Regions from separate parts of the Sus scrofa genome. Here region 2 is linked to region 1. Evidence: chromatin contacts called from public HiChIP or PLAC-seq data. All regions are on one chromosome and are shown on one strand. The core of a region is the stretch at or near the end of the contact, and the rest is flanking DNA. Distances in the headings are between cores, read along the strand shown.

Region 1 (7,475 bases), core at 2,449-4,948:
CATGTCCAAGAATGTAGATCTAATAAGTAATGACATCATATCTACAATACAGACTTTCTGACCTATAGTCAAAGAATTACAGCAGTCAGGATCCTACAAATCAGGCTGCCTAGGTTCAAATCCAAGCTCCAAAACCTAAAAGCTGCGCAACCTTATCTCTACTTCCTCAACTATAAAATGCAAAGTTAAATTAACAATAACATTCATAGGGTTGTTGTGAAGACTAAAGGTGCTAAAATGTGCAAAGTACATACCACAGGCTTGACAAAGAGATAGTTGACAATAAATAATTGCTATCATAATTATTCTTGTTGTAGCTACTGTACATTAATGCCTAAAATACTGTCCTATTTGATAAAGTATCACACAAAATATGCAAAAGGAAAAAACAGCAACCAGGATGTATAAGAAGGACTGGATGGGTCTTTTGTGAAAGCAATGTAAGGTTAGGACTCCAGGCTGGAAAAACAAAAGGAGAGGGGAGACACAGCCAAGATTTATAAATACATGGCAGTATAAATAAGATGATTACAAAATTCAGTAATATTGGTAGGATGAGAAGGATGGAAATTTAGAAACTACAGTATGATAGTATAAACATATAGCACTTGTAAATCTACAAAAATGGTACAGCTTTTAAAAAAAAAGAAATGGATCACAAAATTTTGGAACAATTTATAAGACAAGACAAAAATGACTCTTTCGCAAAACTTGTCTTACCCTACAATGGCTTTAGGTTTTAAGGGAGAAGGGAGATGCTGAGAAATGACCTAAAAGACCAGATTACAGCAAGAGCTAGACCTCCAGTTGAGTCAGTGACATAATTTTTCTAATTTCCCATGGAAGAAGTCTCAAAAGACAGAACATATCACCACACACCATTCCTTTTATCATCACCCTTCCAAAAAATCCTCAAGCTTTAATATCCTATTTTAATCCCTTTCCATGGCTTCAGTAAAGAATACTTAAAATGTCTTTAAGTTTGGCAGTGCAAACAAACCTCAAAACAGACTAACGCAAATATTTCTTAAGCAAGTTTCCTAAACTTTTTACTATTTACTTAAACCCTTAAGATGGATTTTTCACTGTAGAAATCAAGAAACTTTACAGAACTTTAGGACTACTACTTTCAATATGAGGCTGGGTTTTTTTTCCCCCTTAAAGGTCACAACCTCACAATTTCTAATAAAGTTGAGAAACCATATTGAGGTTAGCTCAAGCAAAAGACAGCCAGAAATTAAACAAAGTAACAGAACACATGGTTAATTTAAATCCACAAATGATTTTAAAAACCATACTGTAATGTTTGATTTCATCACCACCATCCAATTAAGTTTTTAAAAACCATGTTTAAAGGTAGAAGTTCCCATCATGGCTCATTGGTTAATGAACCCAACTAGTATCCATGAGGACTCAAGTTCGATACCTGGCCTTGCTCAGTGGGTTAAGGATCCAGCATTGCCATGAGGTGTAGTATCGGTGACAGATGCAGCTCGGATCCCATGTTGCTGTGGCTGTGGTTAGCAGCTACAGTTGCCATTCAACCCCTAGCCTGGGAACCTCCAAATGCCACAGGCGCAGCCCTAAATAGACAAAAGAAAAAAATAAATAAAATAAAGTAAAAAGAACAATCATGTTTAAGGGTGGATATATTAAGTCCTGGAGATCACAATGTAGAGAATAAACACAACAATACTGTACGATAATTATCAACTTGCTAGGAGATTAGATCTTAATTATTCCCATCACATACAGAAATTAAGATTTTTGTGACTCAATAGAGGTGCTAACTATTGCTACAATGGAAATCATATCACAATATACAAATGTATCAACATGTTGTACACCGAAATTTACACAATGTTATGTGTCAAATATATTTCAATTAAAAAAAAATCAGAGATCCTGGTGTTTTTAAAACTTGAATGGAAAGTGTAACCTCTTTGCCATATCAACCATTCAGAAAGTGATGAAGAATAACATGGTCTAAAGATGGGCAAAACGAAGGAGAAAGTATAAAGAAAAGATACATAATCTACAAAGAATTTAACAGCCCCCAGAGAAAAGTGGATATGAATACAATGTTTTCCATACCTCAGGTACAAATTTAAATTTAAAATGAAGTAAGTGGACTCATCTATATGCACATTTCAACTTAGTAAGTATAAGGTGAGGTAACATTGGGAATGAAGGCAAGAGGCCAAATTTCTTGTTCTCTAAAATGTCTATCAATCTTCCAATCGAAATTCTTCAGCCAGGCAAGTGTTTTCTTTTCCTCTTATTTATATACTATTTTATGTTAGCAACAACTTCACTGTCTTTGGAAACCATCAGTCACCTACATAAATGAAAAAACTGTTCGTTTTGCAGAAATAAACTAAGCAAGAAACTTAGTTTATCTTGATTTTAATATAACAGCAAATCACTTTTAACTGAAGAATCATCTTTTTGGTCACAAATATCACACATCTTTGAAGAAATTCCCTTGGAGGACAAAATGGATTTTCCAAGTACAGTGGTAGTGATCCTTTGACTGACAAGCTCTTTCTGTCCCTTCAAATCTCTGTGCCAGAGATTAACAGAAACTCCGTAAACTTTATAGACAAAGCACTCTTCCCGCCTTCAAAGGGCAGGACTATCCTTACATTACTAAGGCACAATATCCAAGCCACACCACCAGAAACCACTATGCACACTACACCTAAGACACTCCACTAAACTAACAACTTCCTATTATCTACTCCTTGAAGAATTGCTTCATAACGCCCCCATAAGTATCCAAGTGTGCCCGAGGCCAAAGACCAGGCGAGAAAGGACCAGAAGAACTAGTTCTCATATACTACCTACCTTCATGACAAGTCACGTTTTTAAAATCACAATTCGGGAACCCATCACATCCGACTTGCTTAATGCCCTTACCACACCATGAAGGCAAGTGGCTGGTACTAAGCCCGAGAAACTTACAGCACATTTATCTGAAGACTAGCCGAACACTCCACCGTCTCCAAGCGTCAGGGTAACTGGGTAGGTACAAAACCACCTAGGCACCTTTCTCTCCCACTTAGTTTCTGTGAATTCCAAAATGCACCGTGATAACCTCCGCACAGAGTGCTGCCAGGCCAGTCCGCGGGAGAGTCACAGAGTAATTGGTTTGTCGCTTTCTAGCAGCCTTAGAAACCCGCACCCTAAAAGCCAGGATGATTTGGGGGTGTGACCTGGGCCGCTCCCTCGCCCCCCTCTCCTCTCTCGGGAAACTCCCGAGTTATCGCGGGTACTCACCAGACCAGAGAACACAGAGAGAGGCAGGAGACCAGGGCCAAGGCCCGCCGGTACTTCTTCATCTTTTCCTCCTTCTTTCCCCTGCCAGAAGGCGGCACATCCTCCCGGCAGCCGCCACTGCCGAGGCCAAGATGGAGGAGCCGGAGCAGGAGAGCGAGGATGGAACCGAGAGTCCGAAGGGCTGCGGCGCTGGAGGAGCAGCTCCTGAGCAGCTCGCGCGCTAGCCGCCCTCTCTCAGTGGCCCACGGGGGCGCCGACGGGGGCGCTTCACAGGAAGACTCCGGGGTCTGCCGCTGCTGCCGCGGCCGCCGGCTCGTCCGCGCCCGCCTCCTCCAGCCGCCGCCGCCACTGCCGCCCCATATCCCCCCAGCCCTCCCCGGCTCTCGCTCCGTGCTGCCGGCGACCAACGGCCGCAGCGTACTCGCCTCTCAACAGCCAATCGCCAGCAGGGCCGCGACACCTCACACACCGCTGAGCTGGAAGGAGACGCGTCACCCACGTCCAGCGGCGCTCTCACACCCACCAGGCTCCGCGCGGGCCACGCCCCCTCCGACGTCTCAAGCGGATAAGCCCGTTGTGGGAGGACACAAAGCGCGACAGCCGAGGTTGCCGACGCCCCGCCCACCTCAAATCCCGCCCAATTCAGGAAGTCCGAGAGGAGTCTCCTGACCCTCAGCCTTCTTCCTACCGTGTCCCGCCCCCTCGCCCAGGGCGCGTCGAGTCAGCGCAAGGGCCGTTGGGAGTTGTAGTTTTCCTTCAGGAATCCGCCTTTCCCTTTCCCTGTCCCTCCTAGTATCACTGTTTTGATGAAAATGTGTGTAGTTTCTCTTTCTCACCGCAAGACTGACCAGCTTTCAATTTACACTCAGTTTGCCTCTTTTTACCAAACTTCGTGGAAAGGCTGAGTATGACGGGGTAAAACTATACCAATACAATTTAAAAGGCGTTTTCCCGGTGTCAGTGGGGCGGGCCCATCAAGCTAGATGCTGATTGGTTGGCGGGAGCCGGGGGCGGGGAGGAGGGGGAAGAGTGCGGCAAGATTTCCTCTCATCTGATTGGCTGAAGTGAAGAGTCTTTCGCTTTTTTTCAGCCTCCTGGAGAATTTCCCCGCCGGCTGGATTCCTCTGTTGGGATCTGCTCCCTGGGTCACTATTCTCTGGGATTCGTACTTTGCTTCTGCTGCGGTGGGGCCAGAACGGGAAACTGCCGCTCTTGCTGGGAGAGCACCAAGTCCTGGGTTTCACCGAAAACGGGAAGATGGTCGTGTACATGCGTCTATTGCTGCAGTCCAAAAAAGTGATCGCCTCTCAACCTTTAAAAAGAGCAATGTGCCCACCCCAGATTTTTATGTCACGGAGGCCCCTAAAAGATCTCTCAGAAGCTTGTTTAGGGACCCTCTGCCTGAAAGTCCAAAATGCTTGACTGCTTTTCTTCCCAAGCGCCTCTTGACATAACTCTCGTAAGTGGGCACTAGCTTCTGTTTAAGGAAGAAGACGTCTGGCCTCTGGCCTAATGTGTTCCTTCTTCTATCTCTGGTGATATATTTGTTTCAGACTCTTGACACTAAGAAGAGAGTTAGTCGCTACCGAGGGATATTTCTTTTCTAAAATAAGATGCAAAAATATAACTCAATGGTGTTTCCCTTTTTGTCTTGGCTGTGGGAAACTCAACTATCTTCTCCAGAAAGCAGCCAGACAAAAAGAAGAATGGAGACTCCAATTGTCTGTGCCAAGCAACATGGCTTAATGTTTAGGGTAAAAGGTGCTCAAAGCACGTGTTAGCAAAGCATGAGCCACTTATTCCACATGTGTCCAGGGAAAAAAGACGAAAAATTCCCATCCAACACCTAATTTTGAAGCATGTAACTTCCTTGTAAACCTTCTAAGTTGAATTGAGGGTTGTTACTATATTCCCAGGTAACTGAATGTTTTGACTCATCTAAAATTCTTGATATAAGTCAACTGAATATTATAAAAGTTCTGCAACAGGTGATTTGGTTTAAGAGGCATTCATCCTAAACTAATTTTTCTGGCAATAATTAGCTAACAGTTCCAATGATCTGTTCATGCCACTTTTAGCGTATGACTGACAATAAAATCCCTTCATCTCTCTGACTTCACTACTCTTGCCCAAGAGCAGTATCAAATGATTACTATGTAAGTTAAAAGGAAAGTAGGAGCAGTAGAAGGATGGGGATTATTTTACATTCTTTACTGTGTTAACCTTTTCCTTTCTCTCTAGGAACTAGGTTACTCAGGACAGAGAACAGGTGCTCCTGAGCTGACCCTCAGAAGATCACAGCCAAGAAGGTTCTGAAGAAAACTTGCTCATCACAAGTTATTAGGTGCCTCTTCTGTCTCCTCTGCTTCTCACTCCAAACCCACAAGTCTTTTCCACCAAGTCTCTGTAATGATCTTTTGTAATATGCTGCTAGTAGGTAGAATTTTTCTTCCTTCTTCCTCCTTTCCTTCCTTCTTTCTTCGTTTTTCCTAGAGGTGGGGCTTTATTGCTACCGCTGTGGTAGGGTTGTCATCCACCTAGTTATTAATCAATAAGTATCTTTCATTATTTCAATTAATAAATATCCTTTTCTCTTTTTGCTAGTTTCATTTCCATAGCTTCGTGTTAAGGTTTAATCTTCAGTTCTCTGAGCTCTTGGATAGTTCATAAAACCAGTTCTCAACTATACTGTTGACTCCCAGGTCTATATCCCAACCTCTTTACAAGTAGTTGCTGGATATAACACTTATTCTACCACCCTTTCAAATTTTACCTGCGTAAAACTGAACTCATCTCCCCTATAAATTAGCTTCTTCACCCAAGTTTCTATTTGTGTTAATTCTTCTTTGTTTTAAGGCTTCAGATCATGAGAATAAGAGAAGTTCTGTGGAGCTGACCTTTGAAAAACTGGTATACATTTTTCTGCATGGTTGTTAAATATGATGAGAAAAAATAATGGAAAATTATATTATAATGCAATAAAGAAATAAGAAAATCGGTAAGAAGTATATAAAATAAATTTTGCATAGAAAAATACCACCATATTTAAAAGTTTAAGGTATGCCAAAGAATGTCAAGAAAGTGTATAGAAAAATCAAAATATGCATATAATCTTTAAGGCTCAGGCTAAGTAACAACCACTGCCACCTCTCAACTAAACAACGTAGTAATCAACCAGGCACAATTTTTCCCCTTGGGAGAAAACTGAGCAAAATCTGGAAACATTCTTGGTTGTTACAATTGAGGAAGTGCTACATCTAGTGGGTAGAGGCCAGGGATGTGACATCATACACAGCAGAAAATGCCCTACACAACAAAAAATTGTTTGGCCTGAAGAGCCAATAGTGCCCAGCTTGAGAATCCTTGATGTAGCAGAATCTCTCAATTTGATAAAATCCCTAAAGCACTGACCACACACATGATAATTCATGTGCCTTGCAATAACTTGGATTATTCAAGTCACCTAGGACTAAACTACAGGATGAACAACAGTTCTCCCATTCCTAAAAGGCTAACACACACAAACTCTGAATAGCCTCAGTCCCTGCCCTGATAAAATCAGACACTGATCTTTGCTGATGGTGGAAAAGAACAAGTCCATCTCAGAAAGAAGCCAACCCCTCTGGCCATCTTCTTTGTCCTGTATCTCACATACATTAAAAGCCCCAGGGAATAAATATTGTTTAATTTAAGTCTATGGTATGTGATGATCCAGGTTTGACATATTTTGAATTTGCTGAAAAGTTATCTGCCATTTTCAGCATTATAAAATGCTGAGATACGATGTGTCTTAGAGAGGAACTGCTGAAGCTCAGCAAAATTGGAGGCTTCCAGAGGAAAAGCTAGTTAGGATGAAAGTTCTCTGGAGATCAATGAAAGAAAGGTCAGAGAATTGAGAAAAGACTAGTAGACAAGAAAAGGGACTAAACCAGACGGGAAGAAGGGTGAATTTGGCAATCAGAACTTAAAATTTTAACTACCTGTAGATACAATATAGGCAGAGCTTTCTATTTGCCTTCATTCCATTTGCTGCTGCTGCTTTGAGTGTGTGCAGATATGTGCACCTGCTTTATTTAGTTACCCTTTGCCTGAGGAGAGCCTAAACTACTTTACCAAGTCTACCTTAGAGCACTGATAATGTGGCCACTTGAGGAGATAGAGGTAGAGCTCACAGGGAGATAAGAAAGTAAATTGCT
Region 2 (7,475 bases), core at 3,498-5,997, 2.1 Mb before region 1:
GCCGGCCACAGCCACAGCAACCCACGATCCGAGCCTCATCTGAGACGTAAACACAACTCATGGCAACATCAGATCCTTAACCCAGGGAGCAAACCCAGGGATCGAACCCGCATTTTCATGGATACTAGTCAGGTTCGTAGCACACTGAGCCACAAAAGGAACTCCCAAAGCAATCTTTTTGTTATAATTTCTTCAAAAAGTCACGCTGATTCTAATAATATGATTAAAACATTTAAAATGTAAAATGAGTATGTTTTGTTTCCAGAGTAGGGATTTAGGTTTTTTTTAAAAAAGAAAATGTATAAATTCTAAACAATATGGATCCTTTTTCTAGGAGACTCAGAACTCTGTGAATTTAGCAATGTATGCCCAGACCCTCTTTACAGCCAGTTTGGCTCTACAGCACCACAAAAATGAGATATCCACTGTTAAGTCTGAAGCAACTTACAGCAGGCCTGTTTAAGATAATTCCTTAGTTCTCTGTTATTTACAAATTTGAAATGAGTAATAATGATCCCTTTGGTGCTTTTCCTGTAAATATCTTTAAGATGCCTGAGATACAGCAGTTTGTCACCTAATTTCTCTAGGCATTCATTTATCTTCCTTATGCAAAATCACATCTCCTTTTTATTCCTATCATAAATATATTCAAGCTTTCTCTTCTAACTTATTTCCAAGTTCTTCACTAAGAAGCATTAAAACCAAAGTGGTTCAAAACAGGCAAAGGACTTGAGCAGACATTTCTCCAAAGATGTACAAATGACCACCAAGCACATGAAAAGATGCTCAACATCATTAGTCATTTAAGGAAATACACATCAAATTCATAATGACATACCACTTCACACCCACCAGGATGATTAACATCAACAAACAACAACAAACTCCAGCAAATAAGAGTTGCTGAGGATGAACTGAAATTGGAACCTTCATACACTGCTTGTGGGAATGAAAAATAGTGCACTTTGGAAAAGAACTTAGCAGTTTGTCGGTTAACCATATGACTCTGTAATTCCACTCCTCCATATATACCACAGATTTGAAAACCTATGCCCACATAAAAAGCTGTACACAAATATTCACATCAGCAGTGTTCATAATAATCAAAGTGAAAATCAACCAAATGTCCATCAATTTATGAATCAAAATGTGGTATATACATACAATGGAATATTATTCAGCCATAAAAGTATATGCTTCACCATGGATGAACTTGAAAACATAACGCTAAGAGGCCAAAAAAGTCATATGCTTTAAGATTACATTTAGATGAAATGCTCGGAATAGGCAAATCCACAGAGACAGAAAGCAGACTGGTGGCTGCTGGCAGAAGAGGAGTAATGGGAAGTGACCGCCTAATGGCCACTTAATAGGTTTCCTTTGGGGGTGATGAAAATGTTCTTGAATCATATACTGATGGTTGCACAACACTGTGAATATACTAAAAAAAGCACTGCATTATACACTTTAAGATGGTAAAAACAGCGAATTTTATATCAAACAAAAAAACCCCCCAAATGTCCCTAAACTTATACACTGCAATTAGAAAGCCTGTTACTTTGAAAGGGATAAATATTGAGCAACTCGTGTATGTACAGTCACTTCAGAGTCTTTCCTCAGGGCACGTGGTACCCAAAGACCTATCTTTAAAACACATAACAAACTTGTGGCACATTATCCACAATAATACTTAAAACACATACACACTTTTTCATTTAAAGCAAATTCTTCGACTTAAAAAGTCAAATGTGAGGATTTCCCAGTCTTGTTCATATTAAGCAGAAGATTCCCAGGGAGTAAATCTAGTTAGTGGAAACCCAACAATTAACTGTGATTAACAGTATTGTCATTGTACTTAAGCCAGAAAAAAGAGCAAAGCAAGTATTATTATTCCCATTTTGTAATTGCACAAACTAAATCTCCAAAAAGTTAAGCCACCTGTGTTGAGTTTATAGAGCTTTAAAAAAAAGTTACAACCAATTTCCCAATATAGTTATTTTTTAAAACGCACATAGCAAACAATTGTTTTGCCAAGCACTGTTTACAACCCTGTGAAATGGATACCACTGTGGCCCAGAGATGCACCATAACTTGCCCAAAGTATGTGTAGAGAAAACATGACAGAGAATTTAAGTGCTAGGACTGAGGACTTCTCACCTTCCAACTGCCCTCTCAGTGGAACGACTCTCAGTTTTTGCAATCGGCTTTAATTTAACGAAGCTTCACGTCCAAAGGCTGGTGTAAAAGGAGTGAAAAGAGCCTGAGGATAACGTGAAGGTGACCAGCTCTTGGGTCCACGGTTGGATCCACCTGCCGCCGAGAACCGCAACACACCTCCGCTCACCTACAGCGCCGACCGCCGGCCGGGGTTGTGGAAGGCATCCAACGGCAACTTTCCGGGGTAAGCGAAGCCCCGAAGGCCCGCAGTGGCCGGTCGGCACCGGGGCCGCCACAGCTGGGCGGGTGGGAGGCCGCGGGGAAGCGCGGGAACCCAAGGACGCAGGAAAGCTGCCAGACAGGCAGGTGTCGCCGGCAGCCGCAGCGCAGCTCGATAGGGGAAACAGGGCGGTGGGGCGAAGGACGCAGCGGGAAGCTTTAGTAAGGCCGAGGGAGGAAGATGAGGCCAGACCCCTTACCTCTTCCAAAGCTGAAGCCATGGTCGAGCTGCGTCAGGCAAGGCCCGAGCTCCACCGGCACAGGGCGAGAACAGGAACGCCGCAACGAGCGCGCTGATTCCAAGCGCAGATCGCACGGACACGAGTCGCAGTGGCCGTGGCCGCGGCCTGAGAACACGCCCGACTCTGAACGGGAGAGCAGCCGGCCTCCGGCACGCGGCGCCTCTGGAACCTTCGCGAGTCCGTCGCCGAAGGCCCACCCCGCTCCAGCACCGCCTATAGGGCTTGGCCCCGCCCTGCCTATCCTGGCCCCGCCCCGCCCACCTCGCCCCGTAGCAACGGCTCAACTCTCGCGATCAAACCGGCAGTTCGAGAAGAGTAACGCCTCTTCCTTCCCGCCTGGGCAACTGTACGTAATTTACTTTGACCCCCATCGCGCCGACTGCGCAGTCGCAGCTCGAAACCGCCGCTTCTGCTTACCTTAAACCACCCCGGAAATAACGCACCAATCTTCGGGGCCTAAACCGGAAGTTGACTAGGCAGTCGAGTGGTTCGGTGCGCTCTAGGACCCGGGGCCACTTCGTCGGCCATCTTGTCTAAGACTGTGAACGTATGCGAGTAAAGGACGAAAAAAGGGATAAAGGCGAGCCTACGTGTGCTAAAACGGGAAAAAACGAGGACATTAAGTGCGCAGGATCCTGAGGGGAACGGTTGTGTTTTCACTGGGTTCTGGCGCTCTGGGGACGTCAGGATTCAGCGTATACGACGTGGTGGCGTCATCACCGGTCGCAGTAGGAGGTGGGGTTGCGTTGGCCGTGTGGCGGGACCCAGTGGCGGCTCCGAAGCGGAGTAAGCTTCCTAATATGCTGGGCGCCTCCCGGGGTGGCTGAGTTTGCTTCCTTCATCGACCAGTCACCAGATTTGGATTCGATTTCAGTGAGCCTATTAATGTCAAAGAAAATGTGAGCTAAGATTTCCTGAGGCTGCATTCTGCTCCGGTTCTGACTCCTGCAGCCCGGCTTAGTAAGGCCCTTGAAAAACTCACTTTTCAGATAGATTATTTTAGCCTTTGGGGACCTCAAAACGTCTGAAACACGGTTGAGAATGTAGACGGTTACCCCTGAGATGTCAAATAACCCACACTCGGCTTTATCAACCCCAAGGTAAAGATGATCCGCAAGTCACAGAAGGAAAAAAGTACAGAAAAATGCAGGGCCATTATCTCAATAAAGAATCAGAAGTACAATACAAAAACAAATTACTTTTGCACACAACTTATGGACGTTAAGGAAAAGATGCTAGAACTAGAGAAGTTCATATCGTTTGATTCCATTTAAACAAAATCTAAAGCTGTGAGACTGAAAATCAGGTTGTGTTTGGGAAGACAGTGACAGAAAGAAGCCACGAGGGGGCTTTTGAGATTCGGCTAATTTTTTTTTCTTGATTTGAGCCCTGGTTACAGATGTGTTCACTGTGTAGAAATTTCATTGAGCGTCCTTCTGTGCAGTTTCTTGTGTATGTTATTTTTAACTAAAAGTTATATTTAAGTAGGCCCAAGAGGTAATTTTCCTGGTAGAAATGTAATACCGATAACAATCGTCAAGATTCGTAGGACTGAACTCCAAAGATCTGTGCATTTTATTTATACTTCAGGTTTTTTTTAAAAAGTGTCTAACTGGAAGCTTGGAATTATTTAGGCACTTAAATAGGAACAGATATCCCATTGCACTATGTGAAAATTTGACCTAATGCAGTGGTAAAAATTTGCTTGATTATGCACCTGGAGCAACTCCACCCCTCAGATATCCTAAAGTCACAAGTTTTAAACACCACCTATATGTTCATTCCCACCACTCTTCGGAAATCCAGACGGTCTCTGCGTGGATGTCTCATAAGCAGGTCCAACTCAGCTTGTGTAAAAAAACGCCTCTCAATTTCTCGTCCTCACACCTCATTGCAATTCTTACAATGATTTGCTAGCTCTGTGAATGGCCACCTCATTCTCTTAATTGCTCAGGCCAAGAAGTCATACTTGAGTCTTCAGTTTCAGGTCCTACATCCCATCTTCTGGCAAGTCTTGGTTTTATCTTCAAAGTATGTTGGTAATAAAACTACTTCTCATAATCTCCACTGCTACCAACTGAGACTAAGGTGTCATTATTTTGTCTGGATTTTTATCCTCTTAACTGGTTTCTCTCCTTCTCCACAGTTTTCCACAGGGCAGCCAGAATAACCTTCACAATTGTATAGAATAAAGTCCAGACTCCTCACTATAACCCAGGATGTTCTACATGATTTTATATCTCACCTTTTATAAATTTCCCATCTCATGGAATTCATCTCTCACCACTCTCCCCTCTCCCTGGTTTAAACACTGGTATTTTTGTCATTCCTTGAATCCACTGAGTTTCTTCTTACCTCTGGTTCTGCATGTAAACTTTGCTTTCTCTCTGGAATGGTTTCCCACCAGATCGTCACTTGGCTTTGTCTGTCTTCCCTTTCTGCCCGCATTTAAAACACCTCAGAATTCCCATTCTTAGGAGTCAACAAAACAAAATTCTGCTTCTCTCCAGATGTATACTATAATTGTCCATACATCTATCATGTAGAAGCAAAACTGACTCCTTGCTCTGCTGCCATTACGAGTAATTGGGTACATGGGATCTCAAAGCAAAAACAAAAACTTTGTATCCTGAGATAGATAAAAAAACAACAAAAACAAACAAAAACCAACATCATCAACATACACATCAGTTCATTGTGTCTAGTTCTAGTTCCCCAATGAAACTCTGAACCTGAGCTTTTCCTATAAAATTAGACTCCTTAAAAATCAAACACACTTTATCTCTGACTTTTGCAATGCTAATGTCTAATAAAAGTATGGATAATAGTGAGAATTACTGTTTCTCAGCAGGAACAAACTACTTACAGAGTCTATACTTGGAAATTGTATAGTTTTTTCCTATAAATATTGTAATTTCTGTTTGGTGAGTTCATCTTTCTGCAGCCTGAACTTCCTTGTAAGTGAATTATTAAAAGATTGTGCTTTGAGTGCCCTTTTGACAGTAATCAAAAGTTTTGTTAAAGTGTAATTTCAAAAAGGTGAAATCAAGATTCTCAGGCAAATATAAAATGAGCTTTGCTATTTCATACAACTCATTGGTTAATGATAGAATCAATAAGTTGTTAAAACTATCAAAAAGTGCATTTGCATAGCTGAGTACTTATGGGCAATTTAACAATGGAATGTTAGTGTACATTTTCAAAGTTAGACATAAGCTGGTTAATGTCCTATGGTGTAGTAAACTACATATGGCCTTTGGAGTTATGTGTTCCTCTGGAAGGAAAATAGGGATTTGCACACTACTGAACAAAAATCTACAAGTTAACAAGTAACTTCACTAAGTGTAGGACCTTTAATCAGTAGTGAACAGTGAGTTCCACTTACTATTATGTCAAGACTACTCATGACCTCCTGTCAAATTCAGTAGATATTTTCTGAATAATTTACTTTTGATGTAAAATTTCTCATTGTTTTAACTACAACATGGACCAAACAAAAGATGTCTGTAGTCTGGGTTTGGGCCACAAACTAATTTTACAATCTCTGATTAGTATTTTTTTTAAAATACTGAATTGTAAGAGGAGATCTGCAATCTGACTTTCATTCAGTTCCATGTACACCCTGAATGAAAAGCAAGTTAGAAAAAAACACAAATCAGGATTCTAGGCACCCTGCCTTCACTCCAGGAGAGCCTCTGGAGCACTGTTGGATTATATAATGACACCCACTGTGACTCTCAAAGGCTAGCAGTAGCCACCCAATCCAGGACTAGCCAAGCATATTTTTGCAAGATTTTGGAATTGGGATGCTGAGATGCTAGTCCATCTCTGCTGGTCACTTGAAGACATGTAAACTTGGAAGCTGTGCATTTAGAAGCAGATGCCTCTTTTCAAAGAGGCAGGAGCAGATAAGCATCACCTGGCAAAACAAGCAGAAGAGTGATTATGAGAACAGTTGCTTAGGTTCCTGATAGAATACCAGTTCTCTCTCCCCATTGCTGCCTCAGGCCCAACAATTTAGCTTTTGGTAGCTATGAATTAAATATACTTTTTTCTTCTTATTTAATTGCATTATTAGTAAGCTAGCTGGAGAGAGTTTCTGTTAACTTGCAACCAAAGAATCTCTACAGAGAGGAATACAGGGCACTTGGCTGTGCTGTACAGGATATCGTTTTGTAGGGTAGGTATAACCTGGAACAAATTCCTGTGTATTTCTTCTTGCTTGTGTAGAGTCTAGTGTCAGATAAGTTTTACATAAAAACCGGGTTCAGATGATTCAGAATAAAATCAACTAAAGAAAGTAAAAAAGACATGTATGGTTTCCAGAACAAATGTTTATTACTGCTTAATGGGGCCAAAGGGGCAACACAAAGCATTGAAAACATCACTGGCTCACAAAAACAGTCACCTTGCTACCTTCTTGCATTTGTTTACTTCACAAGGCTTCATTCACACGTGAAAACAAGATACTAATCCAATTCAAGTTCATAACAATTATAAAAGTAAACATTTGTTGGGACAATGTACAATAAATTGCACTTTTCTTAACAAGCATTACATTTACATTTATAGAGTGTACTATACATAATACATGGAATTATGGAAACATCTAATTGGTCAGTGTTTAGAGAGGAGAAAAGCTGCTCACTAATTTCTTTTGTAGTCAATTAGCACAGTTTGGTCTAATCAACTCCTTTATTCTGGAACCTGTTTTCATTGGAGAAGCCATGGACAAAATCATAGAATTCACAAAAATAGATGGCATAGAATTTCTACTACCTCCCCAGCAAGGGGAAA

The links. HiChIP or PLAC-seq counts read pairs in DNA pulled down with a chosen protein or histone mark.
Region 2: a contact with region 1 is called in an H3K27ac HiChIP or PLAC-seq map of alveolar macrophages, with 12 times the contacts expected there. The contact joins the promoter of CACYBP here to the promoter of SUCO in region 1. A contact is called at or near these places in 1 of 5 promoter capture datasets (liver), 1 of 47 Hi-C or Micro-C datasets (mesenteric adipose tissue) and 1 of 2 datasets of contacts at active chromatin or transcription factors (alveolar macrophages).

The regions. Positions count from the first base shown.
Region 1 is chr9:114,913,180-114,920,654 of Sscrofa11.1, reverse strand. It overlaps SUCO (SUN domain-containing ossification factor), which reads right to left and starts at 3,698. Exons shown (of 25, transcript XM_003357538.4): 1 at 3,280-3,698. The coding sequence starts at 3,341. LOC102164985 (a long non-coding RNA gene) reads left to right here and starts at 3,859. Exons shown (of 3, transcript XR_001299035.2): 1 at 3,859-4,184; 2 at 4,370-4,738; 3 at 5,521-7,475.
Region 2 is chr9:117,059,575-117,067,049 of Sscrofa11.1, reverse strand. It overlaps CACYBP (calcyclin-binding protein), which reads right to left and starts at 4,747. Exons shown (of 6, transcript XM_013989620.2): 1 at 3,096-4,747. RABGAP1L (rab GTPase-activating protein 1-like) reads right to left here. Exons shown (of 26, transcript XM_021102607.1): 26 at 6,993-7,475.